Regions from separate parts of the Zea mays genome. Here region 1 is linked to region 2. Evidence: chromatin contacts called from public Hi-C data. All regions are on one chromosome and are shown on one strand. The core of a region is the stretch at or near the end of the contact, and the rest is flanking DNA. Distances in the headings are between cores, read along the strand shown. Region 1 holds the start of LOC103637618 (Pollen Ole e 1 allergen and extensin family protein). Region 2 holds the start of LOC100282947 (DNA-binding protein HEXBP).

Region 1 (6,773 bases), core at 2,100-4,599, 290 kb after region 2:
CTCGCAACTTCGTGTTGCTGGCGATTACATGTCCTTTTATCTCATAGTTTGCTTAATGTCATTTAGCGACAAAGAGAACAATGCGCTAACATCTGGTTGAGCAATGTATGACTGAGATTTCAAGCCTTTATTTATTTGGTAAGGTCTCTTTGCTTACAAATAGAATCCCAAATTGTGATGTTTCATATGCCAAAAAGGCTTTCATGCATTATATTATATATCTTCGGGTTACTTCGGGTAAAACTTTATGCATGAGGAGAGAGCAAAAAATTAACTTATCTGTGTTTAATTGTATTTCAATTTAATTTCCCAGATTTGATATAGTTGTTATGGCCACTTGGCGATATATAAATATATGATGCCACACAACACAATCAAACAAAATATAGAGCGAAAAAATTATTTACGAAGGTTGCGTGACAAAGTAACCTTAGGGGCTCAGATAACCCACCATATTCTACGCGAGTACAAGCTCCAGCGTAACTGGTGTCAATGCGTGTGCGGCTATCAGGGCTACGACAACATAGTAAGCCCTCGTAACAAGCGCAACAGGCGCATATATGGCTTGATAGTCGGGGTACACGAAATGTCCACACAACGTGCGCAACAGGCGCATTTGTGTCTCGATGATCACGATAGACGAATAGTGCCAATAGGGCATGCGAAAAATATGCAACTCGACGATGACAGCCCGACTCTACAGGAGCGGTCTGATTAAGCGAGAGTGCGATATACCAATCACATGACACAACCAAGTTCGTATGACACAAATACTGCGTCGTGTTGTGAGGGCGCAGCCAATACTTAGCCAATGCCATAACTTAGTCAATTAACAACGCGACCTGATTGACGCGTGTGAGTACCCAATATATCATTTAATCGTTCGACGTGATTACGAAAGTTCAACGCAATCTAAATATTTAGAGCGATTTAAATATGTACAATATAGCCTTCACATGCAGTGTAATAATTTTCTGCTAATTATTTACTACGAAAAATAAGAGCAGAAAAAATAAATTGCACGAGCATAACACATCAGATATAAAAAGTAATTTTCCATTTTTAAACATGCCTTATTTTATTGGTAATCTATAACATGATATAAATAAAATAAATAAATGGAGGCTTTTCTTTTGTTAGCCGATTTTTCTCTATTTTTTTTCTCAGCGGCTCCTATTGGAGCACTGATGCATGTGGCTTCTGGCCTATGCATATCCCATTGCCTATAGATGGCTAATAAGCACGAGGCCCGCGAGCCCAGCACGAAGCCCGCTTTTTGGGCCCGGTCCGAGCCCGGCCCGCTTTTCGTGTCGTGCCGGGCTTGGACAGGAAACTAGGCACGGCGGGCTAGCCCGGCACGGTCCGTTTACCTCTAAGCCCGTTAAGCCTGTTTTTTTACACTAAAACGTGCTTACCGGTCCGTTTAGCCCGCTTTTTTCGTGCTAAACGGGCCCGCTGCGGGCCGGGCTCGGACAGAAAATTGAGCCCGCGGGCTCAGCAGGCTCGGCCCGGTTTTCGGCCGGGCCGGGCCGGGCGGCCCGTTTGGCCATCTCTACCACTGCTATGCATGGCTTTTTTTTTGGCATGGCAACAGGTGGAGGGAGACGTGCACCATCTTTTATGCACATTACCGTGTGCATGCATGCAAATGTGCATTCTAGGATATACCGATGAGACGCCACGTCCTGCAGCCACGGCGGTCCGGTACTTTTTTTTCGCGGCAAGCTATTACTGTATGCGGCTTGTCTAGGAATCTCGTGAGAAACACGGATGACTCAACTGTATCCGGTTGACGATCCCTTGGAAACTGGACCTGGACCTATGGCCCGAGGGCCACCGCCCACCGCTGCGCAGGCCGCCGCGGGTGGGCGCCGCCACACGCCGTATCACCGCGCGCGAGCCAGGGTCATAGTGCGGTAGAAACGCTTGCCGTAGCAATTGTTTGCATGAGTTTTATCCAATCAAATCCAGATGCCACTTGTTAATGCGGGTGCATGCAAGTGCTAGTACATGGAGCCAAGGTAATAGAGAGTAAACTCATATACAGTTTCATATTCAATCTATAAATTTCATACCATGTTTCATGATTCAGTGAACGAAAACGAAGTCTGTCGCGTATGACAGTTCGGCTAGCCCGGGGACCTGCCGGCTTGATGGAGAGTCGGACAGTCGGTGTCGCAGCAACGTCGAGGTAGAGCGTGCTGATAACGTGTTGAGAACTACGTCACCACGGATCACCAGATCCGCTGCCTTCCCTCCCGTCAGCAGTAGAGGCGCGAGAAGCTGTAGAAGACTCGTCTCCCTTCCCATAAACATGACATAGGAAACACACGAGACACAGAATATAGGGTTGTGCCTCTGACCTCTTTCTCTTCTCTCTCTTATGAGAGGATGTACAAGTTCCTTATATAGAGATGTGAGACCCATAAGGGGCAAAGCTGATATTTACCCACATAACCCTAACTAGGGTTACTTAACAGATGCGATGTATACCACCAAATCTCTTGTCACTATAGAAGCAGTTTTATAGCTTTCTTTTGATCCACGACATAAATCCACCTATCGATCTTAAAACAACAGAACAACCAACCAGCTAAAATTTATCATTTATTTGAACTGAGCTGAAACTAATCGTAGGTGGTTGTTCTGTTACTTTGCGGTCCGCGCGTGGTGCTTACGGTTGGATTGAGTAAAAATTATCCACATTTCTCGAACTTGGTATAATTTGTCACTTAGGTTTTTAGACTCTCAAAATAAAAATAAAAAAACAGGTTAATCGGATCTGGGCATTCACATCCATGGTATTTGGATGAGCCAGAACCGATTTTTGGATGGATCGAACAAGTAGTTTGGTGACTCAAGTGATACACGTGCTCGCGACTACGCGCGGTGCGCATGAGGCCGGCCAGAGCCGACCGTGGGTGGCCTCCACGACGGACGGACGGATGGATGGGTGGCGCCTGAGGACGATATCTACCGACACGAACACGACGCGTACGTACTGGCGCGCACGTCGTTGGCCAACCAAAGCCATCCATCGTAGTCGTAGAGTTGGGTTGGGCTCACGTCGCCCGCCCGCGGCGAGTGACAAATCCCTCCCGATAAAGGGGACATATCTGGTGCACATAAAAGACTGGTGCACATGGTGCACATATTAAATCATCACCACTCATTTTAAATCTAACGTCTCTAGTTAATTATTCAATTTACAAATAACACATTCCACCACTACACACCACCACGTTGAAGGGTGTCCTTAGTAAAATGTACCAAACAACTAGAGACGTTAGATCTAAAATAAGTGGTGATAATTTAATATGTGCACAATGTGCACCAATGTTAAATGTGCATTGTCCCCGATAAAAGCCATACCGTCGCATTTGCCTGCCCCCTCAAGCACCAGTCCGCTGTGGTCTTCCGGAGCGCGCGTGTGTTGGCACATACGCCAGGCTACGTGCGCGCGTGCGAAAGGTTGTCGGAGGCGAGCGCGCGCGACAGGCGGTACAAGTACAATGGCGCGCACCAGGGGCATGCCCGCGCTCGCGCTGGTGGTGGTGGCCGCCGTGGCCGTCGCGTGCGCCGAGGCGCGGCTGCCGGACTACCACCCGTCGACGTTCACGGTGACGGGCAAAGTGCAGTGCCAGGACTGCACCAAGAACTGGAACGCCTACGCCTACAACGCCAAGCCGATCCCCGGTTCGTTTCCTTTCCTTTCCCTTCCCCCCTGCCTCGCCGGCAGTGGTGCCGTTGACACGAGATATATATACAGCCCCGATCGACCTGGCCGGCCGGCGGCTAATTAACCCGCCATGCATGTCCACGTGCGTGCGTGCGTGCAGGCAGCAAGGTGAGCATCACGTGCCGGGACGACAGGAGCCGGGTGGTGTACCACGGCTCGGACTACACGGACGGCCAGGGCATCTTCAACATCGAGGTGCCCAGCAAGGCGACCAACGGCTGCGACCTCGCGCCGTCCCGCTGCCTCGTCCGCCTCGCCTCCTCGGGCGACGCTGCCTGCGCCGCCTTCACCGACTTCAACCGCGGCCAGACTGGCCAGGTCCCGTCCCGCCTCACGCACGCCTCCCCCACCAAGGTCACCTACGCCGTCGGCCCGTACTACTGCACCCTGCGCCAGTGCGACGACGACGTCAAGGGCGACGACGAAGACGACGCCTGCTACTGATGATGATCCCGGCAGCTCGGCGCTGGCCACCAGTCAACCGGCGTTCGCAATCGCGTTATTGTGTTCCTGGTGGTTTATGCGAGCGTTTTGCGTTCGCGTAATTTTTCATTCTTTCCTTTTTTTTCCTTCTCCGATTTCGAAGTCTCTTTGGAAGGTGGATCGATGCGTTGCGTACGTTACTGCTCTGCTCTGTTCATCTGTGTAACGCGCGATCAGCATGCCGGCATGGTTTTAGTTGAACTCTGTGAACTATTCTTTTGCCTCGATCCTGAACCTGATATATAATTGCGTGCGTAGCATTCAGCTTGAACTTTTTTTTATAAAAAGAAATGGAAAGTACAATATTACTAACTTAAGCCGATCCCAAATCCGCAGAGGCTGTCCGGGTTTGAGTCAGTTTTTCTTCATGCCAAAGCAAGACGCTGCCGGTGCCGGGAGTAAAATCCAAAACAATCCGGTGCGCTATAGAATTAACTACAAGTTCGAGGCATATTTCGAACCCCTACGTATATGGAATTCAAATATTTATTATGAACTCCCTAACTAACTAAACTAAGCTAAGCTACCAGCCTCTTGACCGGCTCAAAGGTGTAAAACTAGAACCGGGTGATTTGGTTTAGTTGCACTTGAGAAAAGATCGATTTCCATATTTGAGAAAGTATAAGCTTATGTCTCTTGCAGCGGGTCCTTTCAAGGCACTTGAGAAAATCGATGATAATGCGTATAAACTTGAGTTGCATATAGATTTTGGGGTTAGTCACATGTTTAACAGTTCAGACCTGCATCCATATTTTGGCGAGGAAGATTTGATGCCATCGAGGACAACTCTAATTCAAGACGACGAGGACATCACTACACATGATACTTCCCCTTTGTGCTTTATGGACCCATAACAAGAGCAAGTGTATGTGTTGGTCACTCGTTCTCAAATGTTGTGAATCAAGAACATGGCAACACAATTATTAGTTATTAGGGACATTTGTCTTCCGAAGCATTATCTTCCTGAGGATATAATATATACTCATCAGACGAACGTCATGAAGTACATACCTTCTTCATTTAATATGTGGACAAGAATGCAAAGAGATGGAAGTAGTAATTGCATCTCGTTAATCCACTTATATTTGTATTCCATAAACTATGTACAAATATTAACAAAATTCATATTACATTGATATCTTCAGCTTGCTCGAAGGTGAAGGCGCGAGAGAGTGATTACTGTTCATCTATTTATAGGCATGAGACACAACCCGGGTGAAATTACATTCATGACCCTCAACATTTACCTACAGACAACTTAGAATACTAAGGTCTATCCGGTCTTTTCTTCTTCTGCTTGACTTGAACCGAAGCTCATGGTAGCTTCGACATTTGGCAATGTTGCTTCTATTCAAGGCCTTCGTCTTGATAATCTTCGGCGGAGGCAGGGAAGACCTTTATATCATTTTGCCGAAGGTATTTTCGCCTTGAGAACCTTCGGCGGAGAAGAAGACCCCCAACAGTAGCCCATTCGCGGTGCTAGATCGTTTTTCGTAACGAGCTCGGTCCGCGAAAAACACAAAGGATTCAGAATGCCGAATGTCCGAAAAACCCCTTCCCTGAGCTTGTTATAAAAAACGATTAAAATATTCCGAGCGTTGGCTGGGCCACCGTTCAGCCAGTATGCATGCTTTGGCGGTTCGCCTTCTTCTCCTGCATGACTATATAAACAAACAGGTTGGTGAGAAGTTACCACAACATTCATTGCCATTGCATAGTTGTGCTGTTGAAAATTTTAACCGAAGCCGAAGCTCTCTGCATTGTGCCTTCAAACGAGCACTTCGTTACTTAAGATCAGCTTCGTCTGAAAGAAACTGAACACTGATATGCCAGAGTAAGATCCACTGCCAGAGTGTCCTGTGAGGGAGACGAAACTGAAGTGACTGAGACATCACCTATATCAGAAGTGATGAGGCGCTCAGGTCTGGTTGTGCAAAAGGGAGTTACTGCCGAAGGTACCTCCAATGTCGAAGCTGAACAAACTGAGGCTGAAGTCGGGAGTGACAACGAAAGTGAAGACGACAATAGCATTTCGTGCCCAACCAAACCTAGTCACATTGAATTTGGAAAATCCACAGTGAAAGCAGAGGACCTGGTTGTGATGAAGAAGCTAGGTTATTATGGGAAAAATGAAGATGGACTAATTCGCTTTGCTGGAGAAGAAGTAATTCCAGAGTCGAGGGAAGATGAGGTTATTGTGTTCAAGAGCTTCTTTAGGGCGGGGATTCGGTTCCCCCTTTACGATATGATAGGGGAAGTTTTGAAGAGATTTGAGATATATCTTCATCAGCTGACCCCGAACGCTATTGTTAGGCTTAGCGTCTATATATGGGCTCTCTGAAGCCAAGGAAAAAGCGCCAATGCCAAAGGGTTCTGTCGCGTGCACGAACTTCATTATCAGACGAAGGCCAGAGCCGATGGTCTGCACAAGAACTTTGGGTGCTATAATTTTGCATACCGGAAGGATACCAAGGCCCCCGTGATTGGCTATCACACTAAATGGCCGATCGGTTAGACTAATGAATGGTTTTACATTAAAGCTGATGAGGAG
Region 2 (7,369 bases), core at 1,024-3,523:
CTACGTAAGGCGAGGCGGATGCCTTGCCCCTAATCCTCGCCTTACCGATTAAGCGACGCCTTAACAACTATGAAGGACATTTTAAATATATGTGCTCTGTTCATTTCGGCATACATTAGTTTTGTTTGTCCTGACAATAGTGGTAGGATGAATGGGATAAGTAAAAAATATTGATAAGGGATTAAGGGTTGAGGAAGGAAATTTTGCCGCTTAGTATTGGCTAATATTTCTTGCATTTGATTTAGATTTTCTGTTTCCTCAATAAGATAAAAATGGTGTGTCTAGGGGCACGCACATGATAATTAGGTACTGTCCTACTGCAGCATTTTCTCATGTGCTCTCATTATTTCTGAATGTTCAGACTCACCAGAAACTGGATTTCCACTACAGGTATTATCTTGCAGTTGTGAATTGTTAATTGGATCTCTTATGCTACTTTAATAGACCATAGAAGATGCAGACAGTATGACAGTTACTGTTGAAGAATGTATTGTATTAGTTAGCTTTTAGTTGGCAACATGGATTTGAATTTTTCAAAGTACAATCTCACAGATTTGAACTTACAAAGTTATATTAATATTAATACTACCTCTACCCTGCAAAGAGTGGCGTTTTGGTTTTATCTTAAACGAAATGTTTTATGCTTGACCAAGTTTATATAGAAGATTATCCACATTTATGACAAACCAGAATAGAGTTACTATTTTCAATTGTTTTCACTTGTCTCTGGCCATACTTCACTAGTTCACTGCAGAATAGAGTATTATATCAGTATCATTGGTATGCATTATATAATTTTATCTGGTCGTTACTAGCTTACTGCTACAGTGCTACTCTCATTTGTTCTTGGTTAACCTATCTGACTGAGTTCTTGCTCTGCTAAATTGTTCAGAAAATCGTTACTCTATGTCTATTCTACATTTTTCCGAGTACTAGTTATTTTCATGCTGTACTAGTATATTATTTTTAAAATGTATGGTGATCAGATTAATTTGAGGTTTTTCCCTGTGATATTAAGTCCATTTTATTTGGATAAATATCCTAGTGTCTAGTGCTACTGCTAAATTGATACTTTCAGAGTTTTTGTAATTTAGTAATTCTCAATTTTAGCAGAAATTTTCCGTGGACAGTATTCTGGAAGAACTTAACACAGAGCTATTTATCCATATATGTTCAGCGGTCAAGCAAAACTTTGTTTTTCACTTTTCCGAGTACAAGGAAAAAAACATGTTTTCATCCAGCATTCTTTTTTTATGTACTGATATAGCACCGATTAAATTTTCTATTTGAGGAGGACTGATTTAATATTGCTTAGGCCCCAAAACGAAATCGTCTTGAAATCCTTTATTGTTAGTATCTCAATAGTGGTGTGCTCTTTGCAAAACGCAATTCGTGAAGTTTTCAGTGATCATTATTTTTACTCTAACAAATGCTTTATTTATCTTCGTTTTTGCAGTTCAGTGTTCCTTAGTGACCACTTTTGATGGATTCATTTGTGCTCTCAGTCTCTCACAGTGCAGATGCTGCTTCATAGCCCACCTCTCAGCTTCAGCGGGAGAGCAAGTTTGGTATATTGACCAAGTTACTGAGTGTTGGGCCTAACTAGACACAAATTTCTAGTGTATTACTGAGTCAAAGTTGTCTCTGTATACGTGATACTCGCTCAGTATCTTATTATGCAAGAGAAATAATATATCTTGTTTACTACACTGATTTTATCATGTACATAGTCAAATGGTCTAAAACTTGCCTCAGCCATGAGCCAAATATTGAAATACATGCAAATCCATAACAATCGAAACCTATCCCAAATTGGCAATCAAACAAAATGGATTATGTCCTTCCAGGCAGGAGGGGTTTGGGTGGTGGGAGAGGGATCGCCCAACCCCCCTCTGGATTGATTCTCCTGTAGAATGTATTGTATTTGTACCCCTAACTTGTTTAACAAAACCTAGAGAGACATGGTACACAAGATATTTTTTGCAAAAAGTTCGAAGTTTTCAGGCACCGAATAGACAAATGCATTCAGATTTAAGTTAGGGTTTAGGTGCTCCGTTTCACACAGCGGGAACGGAAGAGAAGGGTAAGAATACCTGGCGGGTGCTCGTCGCCCGGCGAATAGACTGACGAAGATGAAGGGCCCGTCCCTCGGGACCTGGCGTAGCCGCCTAGGGCGTCGGCGTCGGGGGGTGAGGGTGAGGGGGCGGGGGCGGTACTCCACACAGTCGTCGCAACGAGAGAGAGAACGAGGGGGACGGGGTGAACGGAATGGATTCGGGACGGGGCATGCGGCGGTAGCCCAGTCCGAGGGTTCGGCTCGGCCGACGGACACGGAGAGCTCACCACGGCCCACGGGCCTTGTCCTGGGCCGTTTCGCGTTTTCTTTTTTAGCAATTTCTCTTTTTCTGATCTCTTTTTAATTTCTATTCTTCTTGATTCTGTGTTTATTATCTTAGTATGACATTTCAAAATGTTCCAGTGTCTAGTGATACATTGGTTTCAAATAAAACAAACAAAAAATATATTTAATAGTGCATTATAAATAAGCAAACGGAACATTTTTATTTTATATTTATTAAGGTTGAACCTTTTATCAAATCTCGAAAACATTTTCGATTGAATGTAGAAAAGGTTTATCCGTAACTAGAAATAGTATTTTGTGCTTGATAATTTACAAGTTAATGACTAATATTACCTTCGTTTTCGAATATTTGTCTCGCTAGTTTATTTTTGAACTAAACGACGACAAATAAAAAAACGGAGAGAGTACTTCGGTACTAAATATGGAACGGCGGGTTCCCGTAAAACAAGAATATAGTTATGGTAATTACCACATATAGACTTTTTTGAGTGGTTACTTTAGAATATGAATGATTATGACTCCACTTAACTCGAGCTTGATTCATCGCACTTAGCTTCATGACATTAATATGAATGATTATGACTCCACTTAACTCGAGCTTGATTCATCGCACTTAGCTTCATGACATTATCTTATATTCTTCATATGTGAGCCAAATCTTTGAATACTTAAACCAACTCTTCACACATTCGGATGGTCATAGAATGTTTCCATCTTTTGTCTCTTGGTTTGAAGTCTGCAAAGGAAGCTAATCTTGCTTGTTGTCGAAGTACGAATTGATACTAACCACATCTGTATTTTGTCTTTTCACCGAAGATTGTGCATTTTACAGTTGATGCCTGGTTGTATTAGGCAGGCTGTCAGGGGTTGCATCCAGTTAGCTAGGAGTGCTTGTTTGGTTTCATGTGTAAAATTTCCTACATAGCACGATGCCTTGTTTGTTTGGTTCCCTGCATAACAGAATGTGGTCTACTATTGTACAGTGGTGGTGAGTTTACCAACCACAAGTCGTTCAAGGTTCAAAACACAAGCAAGTATTATTTCACCACATGGATGATCATGTTAATAGTGGCACAATTAATCATACACAAAGCAGACTTCTCTTGATTACTAGTGCCATAATTGTTCTACAACAATAAGTACTTATTTCTAATTAAAAGTGACATACAAGGCCTCACTTAATGTTCGCACCCTCACTTAATTAAAAAGGGACATGTATAGTGAGGTGTGGTTACATCAGTAAATAAAGGAGCAAAAGAATGACACTATGACAGTACTCTGAACAATGATAACTATATCCTTCCAACTACACAAACCATCTCTTGATTACTAGGCGGTGTAGCAACATGCTTGTAGTAATGTTTTCCAAGTTCATCACTTCGACTATGCATATATGAATTGAATGCAATTCTTGCTTCATGCTCACTAGCATACTTTAGGAATGCGGCCTTCCATAACCCACATTTTGGTCATTACAAGTGGCCCAATCATTGTAAACCCCATGTTTTCTTCCTTGAAATAAATACCACATAGTATGCCGAACAACTGTAGTCCTCTTTGCACTGCTAAAGGCAGGCACAAGTGCTAGTGCAGACTACCAAACAATCCTAGTTGCACATCCATAGCCTACATAATAGACTGGATAGCCTACCAAACACCCCATAGTGACCAAGATTAATACATTTCTTACTTCGCTATGATGACATCAGGATGATAGGGTGCGTTTCTCTACGGCCGTTCTTGCTCTATGCTTGTGGATCATGGGTGGATATTGTGTTTGTTGGTTTGTCTGTTGTTTGTTCTTTTGGGACAATTCTCCGTATGTCACTGAAATTCTATCTAGTACTCTATTTGTCATCATAAATATTAATATATCATAATATCTTCTACATTATTCGGTTCCATCCCCAGTGGCATAGAAGAGATTATGACATGCATTTTTTTATCCTTCTATGTCACTGACGATGGCATGAAAAGGGTACAAAATTACACCTGAGTAGCATAGAAGGAATTAGGATATTTACAATAGTAAATAAGATACTGGATGTAATTAATGTGGTATACAAAGAATTTTCTCTTGTTCTTTTATCATGCGATTATGCATTATCATAATTTAACAATTGTGGAAGCATGGTAGGCCTCAAAGCACTGATGTAGATTCTTCATTACATGGTCATATGAAGCTGACATTTGCACAAACAAAGAGTGGAATACAACCAATAATTTTTCATGTATATAGCGGTCATGGAGTCTTTAAGCAAATCATGTAGCTTTTTACGAATGGCTTAGAGCAACTCCAACGGAAAAATGTAAACCAACCCAAAACAAATATTAGGGAAGAAAAAATATTTTTCTTGCTCCAACAGCTTCCTCATTCTTTCTCCAAAAAACCATTGTCCCTCATCCGCTTGCTCTCATCCCTCATATTTTCGCGTGATTTATACCTCCCAATCCGTCCGGCGTTGCGTGTGCATGTTGGACCCCGCATTTTTTTATTTTGTCGCATGCATCCATGCAAAGCATCAACGAGTTGCCACATCGTTCGTTGAACTCATTTTTTGGATGCCAGGCTACTAACCATGAGTTGGTACAAATTTCCGGTTAGAATTATAGGCATTTTTTGTACCATTTTAATTTCATAAATTAACATTATGATGATGACATATAATAAATAATTACCCATCGAAATCGTGATCTAAAAAATATCCATAACAATATGGATCATGAGAACACAAAACATATGAAGCATGTAAATCATATAAATATAATAAATATGTAAACATGGTTCATGAATTATTACGGAACAACTGGAAATAAACATATAGCAATTTAAACAGGATGACTGTAAAATTATAACAGACATATATAACATATTATAATATGACAGAACAGAGCTACATACGAAACAATAGAGATGAATATATGTGTCGGGGACCATAATTAGGGGTACCCTCAAGGCGCCTAATTCTCAGCTGGTAACCCCCATCAGCATAAAGCTGCAAAGGCCTGATGGGCACGATTAAGTCAGGGATCAGTCCACACGAGTGACTCGATCACGCTTCACCCGAGCCTAGCCTCGGCCAAAGGCAGCCGACCTCGAGAGACTTCCGTCTCGCCCGAGGCCCCCTTTTTTATGGCGGACACATCACCGGCTCGCCCAAGGCCTTGGCTTCGCTCAGAAGCAACCTTGACTAAATCACCACACCGACTGACCAAATTGCAGGGGCATTTAACGCAAAGGTGGTCTGACACCTCTATCCTGACACGCGCCCCCGGCAGAGCCGAGGTGACCGTCGTCACTCCACCGCTCCACTGGCCAGTCTGACAGAAGGTTAGCGCCGCCTGCGCCACTCCGACTGCAGTGCCACTCGACAGAGTGAGTCTGACAGGCAATCAGGCCTTGCCAAAGGCGCCACGGCGAACTCCGCTCCGCCCGACCCCAGGGCTCGGACTCGGGCTAAGACCCGGAAGACGGCGAACTCCGCTCCGCCCGACCCCAGGGCTCGGACTCGGGCTAAGACCCGGAAGACGGCGAACTCCGCTCCGCCCGACCCCAGGGCTCGGACTCGGGCTAAGACCCGGAAGACGGCGAACTCCGCTCCGCCCGACCCCAGGGCTCGGACTCGGGCTAAGACCCGGAAGACGGCGAACTCCGCTCCGCCCGACCCCAGGGCTCGGACTCGGGCTAAGACTCGGAAGACGACGAAACTCCGCCTCGCCCGACCCCAGGGCTCGGACTCCGCCCTGGCCTCGGCCGAACGACTTCCGCCTCGCCCGACCCCTTGGCTCGGGCTCGGCCACGGCAACAGAAGGCAGACTCAACCTCGGCTTCGGAGGAAACCCCACGTCGCCCTGCCTAGGGCACAGACCGCCACGTCAACAGGAGGCGCCATCATCATCCTACCCCGAATCGACTCGGGTCACGGAGAACAAGACCGGCGTCTCATCCGGCCAGCTCCGCCAGAGGGGCAATGATGGTGCTCCACAAGCTCCATGACGACGGCGGCCCCCAGCTCTCTTACGGAAGCCGGACGACGTCAGCAGGGACTCGACCGCTCCAACAGCTGTCCCTCCATCAGGCTCCGCCGCACCTCCGACAGCCACGACATCACGCCAGCAGGGTGCCCAGATCTCTCCGGCTGCCACATTGGCATGTACCTAGGGCGCTAGCTCTCCCTCCGCTAGACACGTAGCACTCTGCTACACCACCCCATTGTACACCTGGATCCTCTCCTTACGACTATAAAAGGAAGGACCAGGGCCTTCTCAGAGAAGGTTGGCCGCGCGGGACCGAGGACGGGACAGGCGCTCTCTTGGGGCCGCTCGCTTCCCTCACCCGCGTGGACGCTTGTAACCCCCCTACTGCAAGCGCACCTGACCTGGGCGCGGGACGAACACGAAGGCCGTGGGACTTCCACCTCTCTCACGCTCGGCTCCGGCCACCTCGCCTCTCCCCCCTTCGCGCTCGCCCACGCGCCCGACCCATCTGGGCTGGGGCACGCAGCACACTCACTCGTCGGCTTAGGGACCCCCCCTGTCTCGAAACGCCGACAGTTGGCGCGCCAGGTAGGGGCCTGCTGCGTGCTGACGAACAGCTCCCCGTCAAGCTCCAGATGGGCAGTCTCCAGCAACCTCTCCGGCCCGGGACGGTGCTTCGTTTCGGGACTCTCGAGTTCATGTCCTTCGACGGCAGCTACGACATGACACTTCTTCCACCGCCGCGCGACTACGACAATGGCGGCCGACAACCCGCCCGCCGGCGGCGGAATCGACGACGTCTTCCCCGCGTGATGGAAGAGCAATATTCGGGCTCGCTCCGTTCTCTCCCCCGCCAACGGAGGAGGAGGCAGAGCCGTCAAGGCCAGACGGGAGGCCGCGCTTCGTCGGCCGTCGAGCGAATCGACGCCCCCGACGCCCCGACGGAAAGCCTGCAGGACGTCGCCCTCGAACCAGGGATGACGGCGCAACCAGTCCCCGGTGTGACTACGTCGCTCCTCGTCGACCAAA

What was found. A called contact is a pair of places that touch in the nucleus more often than the background predicts.
Region 1: a contact with region 2 is called in a Hi-C map of ear, with 2.9 times the contacts expected there. The contact joins the promoter of LOC103637618 here to the promoter of LOC100282947 in region 2. A contact is called at or near these places in 2 of 25 Hi-C or Micro-C datasets (ear and tassel).

What each region holds. Positions count from the first base shown.
Region 1 is chr1:87,506,716-87,513,488 of Zm-B73-REFERENCE-NAM-5.0, forward strand. It overlaps LOC103637618 (Pollen Ole e 1 allergen and extensin family protein), which reads left to right and starts at 3,350. Exons shown (of 2, transcript XM_008659882.2): 1 at 3,350-3,696; 2 at 3,840-4,479. The coding sequence starts at 3,513. The coding sequence ends at 4,183.
Region 2 is chr1:87,218,320-87,225,688 of Zm-B73-REFERENCE-NAM-5.0, forward strand. LOC100282947 (DNA-binding protein HEXBP) reads right to left here and starts at 2,274. Exons shown (of 4, transcript NM_001155852.1): 1 at 2,094-2,274.